3 separate regions of the Mus musculus genome follow, and all the other regions are linked to region 2. Evidence: chromatin contacts called from public HiCAR-type data. All regions are on one chromosome and are shown on one strand. Each heading gives the region's core, a stretch centred on a gene start, on an enhancer-like site or on the middle of the called end of the contact. The rest is flanking DNA. Distances are from core to core; before and after follow the strand shown.

The links. HiCAR-type assays count read pairs that join an accessible place to other places.
Region 1: a HiCAR-type map of astrocytes shows a contact between it and region 2, with 2.3 times the contacts expected there. The contact joins the promoter of Adam22 here to the promoter of Grm3 in region 2. A contact is called at or near these places in 1 of 39 promoter capture datasets (liver) and 1 of 115 datasets of contacts at active chromatin or transcription factors (astrocytes).
Region 3: a HiCAR-type map of astrocytes shows a contact between it and region 2, with 4 times the contacts expected there. The contact joins the promoter of Rundc3b here to the promoter of Grm3 in region 2. A contact is called at or near these places in 1 of 39 promoter capture datasets (cranial neural crest) and 1 of 115 datasets of contacts at active chromatin or transcription factors (astrocytes).

What each region holds. Positions count from the first base shown.
Region 1 is chr5:8,366,788-8,369,487 of GRCm38.p6, forward strand. It overlaps Adam22 (a disintegrin and metallopeptidase domain 22), which reads right to left and starts at 1,373. Exons shown (of 31, transcript NM_001310440.1): 1 at 1,089-1,373; 2 at 414-574. The coding sequence starts at 1,167.
Region 2 is chr5:9,724,086-9,726,785 of GRCm38.p6, forward strand. It overlaps Grm3 (glutamate receptor, metabotropic 3), which reads right to left and starts at 1,267. Exons shown (of 6, transcript NM_181850.2): 1 at 1,045-1,267.
Region 3 is chr5:8,621,577-8,624,359 of GRCm38.p6, forward strand. Rundc3b (RUN domain containing 3B) reads right to left here and starts at 1,376. Exons shown (of 11, transcript NM_001347311.1): 1 at 912-1,376. The coding sequence starts at 1,036. The region is part of intron 2 of Abcb1a (ATP-binding cassette, sub-family B (MDR/TAP), member 1A); the gene reads left to right.

The sequences.
Region 1 (2,700 bases), core at 123-2,622, 1.4 Mb before region 2:
TTCTTCTCCTCTCTTCTTTCTACAATAATCATCCTGGTTTATAATGTTTTCTCTCAGAGTTAAAACAACAAAGATGGTGATGCATATCCTGCCTAAATAGACTCCTCCTACCCCGTGCAGTTTTCACTTGACTAAGGAGATAGGGTCTGTGCCTCTTGTCCCTAGCTCAGGTTACAGGGCTACTAGGAGCATCCAATGCCACCCCTACCCCCTAGCACGTCTGCAAAACATTGGCCTACCCTTCTTTTGGTTCCTTTTTTCCTCCTTTTTGCACTTACACCAAGAGTATCATGCAGGAATCAAATTAGGACTGTGCTCTTTTCACCCGGTACACCGCATTTCCAGGGCAACCCTAAGCAAACGCGGGGTCCCTGGGCAGTGTGGAGGACCATCTCCCGAACCCCGCCACTCACCTGCGGTCCGCCAGGGTCGCCCCGCACCCGCGTGTCGAGCTGGTTGTGCTGAGTTTCATCCTCGCCGCCCAAGCGATAGATGAGGCGCAGTGGTATGATGCTCTGGCGCTCCAGGAAGCGGTTTTCTTTCCCCCTCTCCAGTCCTTTCAGTGAGGCGACTCCTTGCAGGCAGGCAGGCAGGCAGGCAGGAAGGAGGGAAGGAGGGAAGGAGGGAAGGAGGGAAGGAGGGAAGGAGGGAGTAGAGAGAAACAGCAAAAAATAATGACCCTGACCCACAGTCCTCCATCCTGCACTCCTCATCACCTTATTCCCCGCCTCCTCCCTCCTGGACCTAACTGGGAAGGACGCAGAGACACCAGCTGGAAAGCCCTGGAACCAGCTCTTTCGAGAGCATCTCTGGGCCCAGAAACAGGGCACCCCTTTCCCGTTTTCCTGAAGGAGACTCTTCTTTTGCAGGAGGAAAGAGAAAAAAAAAAAAAAAAAAAGCATTTGACCCCAGATTGCTGATGCATCCTCGGGTCCCCCACACATGTGTGCTTACACCCCTTCCTCGCCGACCTTCAAAAAATAAAAATAAAAAATAAACGACGGCGCACTGTGGAAATGCGGGTGCGGCTTTTAGAGGGTCCTCCAGGCTCCAAAGAGTCCTGGAAACCCCGGCAAATGCGAACTTACCTGCCCGACCGCAGCGCGCCAGGGGGCAGGTCCCCAAGACGCAGAGCAGCCAGAAGGACGCGGCCGCCGCTGCCTGCATGGTGGCGGCGCTCAGCTGCTCTTGCCCGGGCCTGGGGCTCGGCCTCCCAACCGCCCCTTCCCAGCTCGAGCCGCTACCGCAGCCTCCGTGGCCTCAGTGCTGCATTGTGCCTGGCGAGCGCTTCGGTGGCGGGGGCAGCGAGCGAGCGCCGCTTCGGGCGCCAGCCTGTAGCTAAGTGGCTTCTAGCGCCTCCCACCTCATCCCCAGGCGGAGGCCCGGGCTGGTGGCCAGCACAGCGGGGGGAAAGAGCCGGGTGCGCAGGGCCCTGGTGGTGCACTTGCCCCACGCGCCGCACCCGGCCGCGCGCACCAGAGTAGCTGGGAAATGTAGTTCCCTCCCCGCACAGCTAGCTGGTCTCTAAGGCGACGCTACCATAGCCACCCAAAACCCAAGAAGTAGACTGCACACCAAAGGAGGAGAGGTGATGGAGGTCACCTGCACAGTGGCCGCACCCCGAATTCGCCCCCAAGTTCTGCGAAGAGCCACAGGGTTGCTCACGAGCTACTACTATTTCTTGTGTTTCCAAGAGACCATGCCTTGAGTGCAGGACAAGTCAATTTTGCCACAGATCTGGACTGAGGGCCTACTGTGTGCTGGGCGTGAGTCACACATTGTGAGGTGCAATTAAGAAAAGCCTTTTTGGTAAGAATTTTCCCAAGGCGGTTTTCAATGCTTTTATTCCTATGAAGTATTTTGCTGACAGGTGTGTCTGTGCACCTGCCATGTGTATGCAGTGTCTATGGTTGGAGGCCCAAAGAGAATGTTGGGTCCCTAGGACTGGGGTTACAGAAGGTTTTGTGGGTTCTGGGAATCCAACTCATTTTCTCTGGAGGAACACTTAGTGTTTTAAACCTCTGAGACATCTCTGTCCATTCTCCACGCCTTTTTTTGAATTGACATTTGATTTCATTTTAATTTTGATACCTAAGGGAGAGTGGTTAACCCAACTCCAGGAGAATCAGATGTCTCCCAGAGGTCTAGGAAGACTTGTGAAGAGTGAGTCAGCCGGATACTCTGTGATATGTTTGCTTCCTCCTATATCTGTCAGCTTCAAACCTGCACCAGTAATAGATAAGGAAAACGACTTTGTCAGGCCGCTTTCCCTACCTAGGGAGTGGCACTATTCAAAAGTGTAGCCTTGTTGGAATAGGTGTACCGCTGTGGGTGTAGGCTTTAACCCCCTCCTCCTAGCTGCCTGGAAGCCAGTCTTCTCCTAGTAGCCTTCAGATGAAGTCATAGAACTCTCAGCTCCTTCAGCTCCTCCTGCCATATGCCTGCCTCCACACTGCCATGCTCCCATCTTGATAATGGACTGAACCTCTGAACCTGTAAGCCAACTCCAAGCAAATATTGTCCTTATAAGAGTTGCCTTGGTCATGGTGTCTGTTCACAGCAATAAAGCCCTAAATAAGACACTGCCCCTCTCAAATGTTAGAGGCTCACCAGGATGAAATAATAATAACACACATATTAACATAATTAGAACTTGAGCTTTATAGATTTTGAAATCTATATATTGGCATTTGATCCCCA
Region 2 (2,700 bases), core at 17-2,516:
ACTGCTGAGGTGCTTAACACTAAAACTCATAAAAATCATAACTTGCTTTGTACTACTGTGTGATTACATTGGGCATGTATATATTCAATGTATCTATAACATACCTATTACTGTTCAAACAGGAGTAGAACTATTTTATAAGTAAATTAGTTGAATTGGTGACCATACATTTTGAGAGAGGTGGAGTTTTGTCTTCAGAATTTGCAGCACTCTAAGATATTTTGAAAGCATCTGTTCACTCCCTTAAACCAGCTCTCTGAATGTATTATACCTTTAAGAGACCCTTAAATGTTTCTTACCTCATAGAGGAACTAGAAGGAAATCCAAGTGAAATTCCGAAAGAATCAGCTTATTGGCTATATAACCTAGTCTATTTTTGGACCACGGATCTCCCGCCCTCTCCGAGTTATCTCACTGCCAGATAAGAAAATGGAACAGGATCAATGGGTAGATATGCTTTGAGTCTGGTTCTTGAATTTCTTTTTTGGCTCAAGTCAAAAAGAGCAAAGGGCAGCGAGTTAGGGCTAATTTCCAAGCACGTTTGCTGGTGGGTGAACCTCTGTCTGCCCCTGGCTGCGGAGCTTATCCTGGCAGCACCAGGGGGTCCTGCTGACCGCTATCCTCCTGCCTGACAACCTCCACACCCACATGCAGCTACCAGTGTGTGAGCCACACATCACAGGGTTCCTGTGCACAAAGCCTTATAAAACCCCCAAGCGCAAAGCTGGATGGAGGCGGTTGGAGAATGAGACCTGTCTCTCTAATTAGTCCCTCTACCTCTCCTTCTCTGGCTGCAGATCTATGCTCTGAAATTGGCCCCTTCTTGAAGGGACAGTAGCGCGCGCACACACAAACTCACTCTCTCACTCACACCCACATTGCTCCTATGACCCACGTTTTCCACCCCCTGGCAGATAGATATGTAGGGACTGGTCCGTGCTCTGCCTCAACTTTCCTCGCTTTGCCTGCCCCACGCGGCACCCGAGCTCCTGCGCCCTGGCTGGGCACCCTCCAGAGGGGCAGGTCCCCTTCTGGGCTGCTTACCTCGCACGGTCAACTCCTGGCAGGAACTGAAGCTGACCGCGGTGGTAGCGGCAGCGGTGAGCCTGCACCCAAGCTCTGGCTCATGGTTGGTCCTCTTCATCCGACACAAAAGAGGGAGCTTGCTGCCTTTGTCCTTTCTAAATCCAAGGGAGAACTTATTTTGCCCCTGAAATGGCCAACTTGTGCGCGAAGCTTCCTGTCACAGTGCCCCCTGCCCCCGCCCCCGCCCGGCTGCGCGCTGGACCACTGCCCGGTGGCCCAGCATCCAGGCCTCCGAGTCAAGGAGGAGTGGGAAAAGGGAGGGCTAGAGGAGAAGAGCAGGAGGAGGTTGGGAAGAAGGGGACCCAGTGGTCTTCAGCAGAAGGGAGGGGAGCTTTAGAGCCCAGGCGCCCTCCTCCTCTTTGCAGCCAAACCCACTTCCTGGGCTCACAAGCAACTTTCCTTCACCTTGGCCAGGCAGAAACAGTCGCATCTAACTGGGACTCAGGCAGAGAGGCACGGACCTTCTGACATCCTCTCCTCCTCATTCTTCTCCTTTCCTTTCTCCTCCTTTCCCTTCCCCCTTCTTCCCTCCGTTTATAGGGGTGTAGCTGCAGAGTCTTCAGTGAGCTACTGTACCTAGACCCAAAGGTTACAATACAGAAAGCCTGGCGGGGTTGAGAGCTTCTCTGCCCCAAGGTTTGCAGTCCTTAGGCAATGCATACAAAGGTTGGTGAATTTCGGAGCAGTGGCGTGAAGGGGCGTGGGGAGGTAGAGTGGGAGGTGGCTCCAACTTTGAAGCTCTGCTAAGGCTCACGGCACGCGGGTGGGCAGGGACCTACAGTCATTCCTAGTAAGAACTCTCCTGTGGTCCCTATGTAAAAGGCTGACTACTCTTGGAGGAGACGGCGAAAGAGGGAGCAGTGTGAGCGAGTGAACCCAGGAGGCCGATACGCAGCTTTGCCCCACACGCGGTTCAACTGCACATTGCGAACCCCTGGGGAGGCTTGTGCAGCACAATCTCTGGGTCAGCAGGGAGGGAGACGCTCCTGTTTCCTAGCAACGCTCATCAATCTTCTCGGGATAGCTCCCTCTGAAGGAATTCGATTGGATAGCCCCTTGAGAGAAGCCACGCCCCTTCAAGAATGCTGGGCTGCTGCTTTTTCGCATTCTCCCAAATTTCTTAGGTGGAAAAAGATTCTAGGGAAGTGCTTAGATAGTCTCTTCTTTCTTATCCTCCGGTGCAACCACACTGACCCCTTGGAGCTAACCTTTTCCAGTTTCACATTAATCTTTCTCTAGTCCTACTTTTTTGTTAAGAGGGTCTTCACAGAACCTTTTCTTTCTTTTTAAAATTAAATAAATAAATGCCTCAAATCGGTGACGTAGGCACAAAGAAAAAAAAAAAAGAAAAAAAAAGAAAAACAGCACACGGAAATAGCTTCAATAGACCGGGAGCTAGAGATAGCTTCCTAAAGGAAAAACCCCAGCTTATCATTCTGTGACTAGAAATGCGTTGTGCTCAGTTTCAAAACTGAAATTTCATTAATTTTTCCATCCTGGTGTAGTAACTTTATATTAACCCAGGACTGAGTTATACGAAGCTAGACTCAATGAAACAGAAGGCTTTAAATGCTAAATCCTTTAATATTTCATGCTAAGTTGTTTAGCAACTAT
Region 3 (2,783 bases), core at 126-2,625, 1.1 Mb before region 2:
TAAATATAGTCTATATTACTTTACCACTTACAATGCAAACTGTGAGCAAAGCTCTTCCTGAAAGATGAGCATTCATTAGAATCCAACTTTTTAAAAGTTGCTTAAATACTGAATGTCATTCCTACTACAGATATCTGCAATCTGCTTAAGATGCTAGCCACGATTTTACATAAGGAAAAAAAAAAATAGACATAAGCCAGAGAGGCAGGAAAGGTTTCATCATTTACCTGATAACAAGAGAATTATCAGTAGTTGATGATTAACCAGTATGATGGAACAAAATCATTTTTAACAGAGCGTATTGGCTCTGAGTAGTTACTAAGAGATGGATGCCTAGAATATTATAAGACTTAAAGAAAATTTATCAGCTTGTTCAAAATCAGTTTTTTTCTGAATTCTTGATTTATAGATAGTGATGATCTATTTCTATAATTCCTGGAGGAAGGGCTACATTTACAACCAGGAAGCACTTAAATAAATGCCCAAAAGGACTGACCAGGAGTCTTCCACAATTGCACAAGCACTGTAGTTGACAAGACTTAGATACCCAATACAGATAAGGGCCGAGGGAGAGGAGTGAAAATGCGTACGCCAACAAGCGACAGCAAGAGAACGCACAGGGATTTGGGGACATCTCAGTAACTACTACAGCAGCTGGATGCTGCTCTTCCTCCGCCCTCTTCTCCTCAGACGCAAGCTGGCCGGTTCCAAACGGTTCCTCCCCGGCTCCGCCCCGGCCCTCCCCGGGCAGCCTCCAAGCGAGGACCCTGAGACGCGAGGGCTAGCCCACGGCCTCGCGGGGAGAGGCTCCCGCCCCTCTGCAGGGCCCCGCTGGCCCGCGGACACGCGCGGCACGGGCCGCAGCGCCGAGCCCCAGCACCTCCCTCAGCCCGGCGCCCGCAGCCCCGCACCTGCACACGGTGATCAGGTTCCTCCTCTCCACCGCAGCGTTGCGGGCGCTCAGGCTCTTCTTGCCGCCGCCGCCGCCGCCGCCGCCGCGGCTCCCGCTCAGGCCCCCCAGGCTCCGGGAGGCCATGGCGGGCTCACCTCCGCGCCCCCTTTGTCTCCAGCGGTCCCGCAAGCCTCGCACACCTGTGTCCCCCGGCCTTCTCTCAACGATGGCAGCCCGCCGGGCGGGAGAGAGGCGAGGAAGGAGGCGCGGAGTAGGCAGGGTGTGGAAGGCAGTCAGTCGGGCACCGGTACCCAGGCTCCACGCGCGCGTGCACACACACTCACACACGCTCTCTCACACATACACACGCGCTCACTCACACGCACGCACGAGCCACCTCCACCCTCGCTCGCGCGCGCGCGCGCCGCCGCCGCCGTCCACGAGAGAAGCGCGCGCGGGCGGGCGGGCGGGAGGGCGGGCTCCGAGTCTCCAGGGACGCCGCACCAGCGCCCGGGCGAGCCTGTCACCCCGCAGGCCTAACCGCACGTCATTCTTCCAGCAGGGCGGAGCCGCTGAGGTGAAGCCCCCCTCCCCACGCCTGTCTCACTCAGCCCCCGCCCCCTGCACCTATGGGAACAAGGCCGCTACGGAGAGAGCCAATGACGAGAGGTGGGGGCGGGACCCGCCCCAGGAGCTTTTAAAGAGGCTCGCTTAAGCCCCGCCCTGGCGCGTGGGCCTCTGTCAGAACGCGGGTCGGCTCGTGCAGCACCTTGGTGAGCCCGGCGAGGCAGCCTTGGCTTGGAAAGCCGGCTTTGCTGTGCCTACTCCACGGTGACTGTGGTCCATAGTCACCCTGACAAGGCTAAGTTCATGGCAGATTCCTGGTCCTGAGGCTTCAGTAGCCTCAGCAGGAGAATGCCATAGTTGGGTGGGGTGGGAAGTGGGGGTTACCTAGAATAGAAGAAGAGTTCCATTTGTCCCAAACGCCCCCTTTGAACCTGACAAACAACGACACAGTGGCATCAGGGAGTGCGCCCATGGCATTTCTCTTCCCGTGAATCTGGTCAGAATTCACCTCATCTTACTCAGTGTCCAGCACAGCCTTGAAACCACATTGACCATAGAAAAACGAGTGTAGTGGGGATGTCCAGTCTTGGGTTCTGTGCAGTGAGATCTGAACTGAATTGCAGCTCGTGAGCCATGGAGGAGGTTTGTCAAGGGCAGAGGGAAATCCTGCCTTGGAGTCCCAATAAGCCCCTTGGGAGGACCACTTTGTAGTCTCTACTTCTCTGGCTTTACCTCTGGCTTTACCTATGGGAGGCTACGGGCTTGAGACCCTGACCTCTGACATTCACCTCAGACTGCCTGTAAGTATGTCCAGACTTCAGGTTTTGTTTGTTTGTTTGTTTGTTTTTAAATTTTGAAAATCTAAAATCAGGACAAAGTCTCACCTCTACCTCTTAAATATAATTATGTTAAAATAAAAATTAATTATTAAGAAAATTTCTACAAGGGAGCTAAAACCATCCAGTGGAAAAAAAGACAGCATTTTCAACAAATGGTGCTGGCACAACTGGAGGTTATCATGTAGAAGAATGCAAATTGATCCATTCCTATCTCCTTGTACTAAGGTCAAGTCTAAGTGGATCAAGGAACTCCACATAAAACCAGAGACACTGAAACTTATAGAGGAGAAAGTGAGGGAAAGCCTCAAAGATATGCACAGGGGGAAAATTCCTGAATAGAAGAGCAATGGCTTGTGCTGTAAGATCAAGAATTGACAAATGGGACCTCATAAAATTGCAAAGCTTCTGTAAGGCAAAAGACACTGCCAATAAGACAAAAAGGCCACCAAAAGATTGGGAAAGGATCTTTACCTATCCTAAATCAG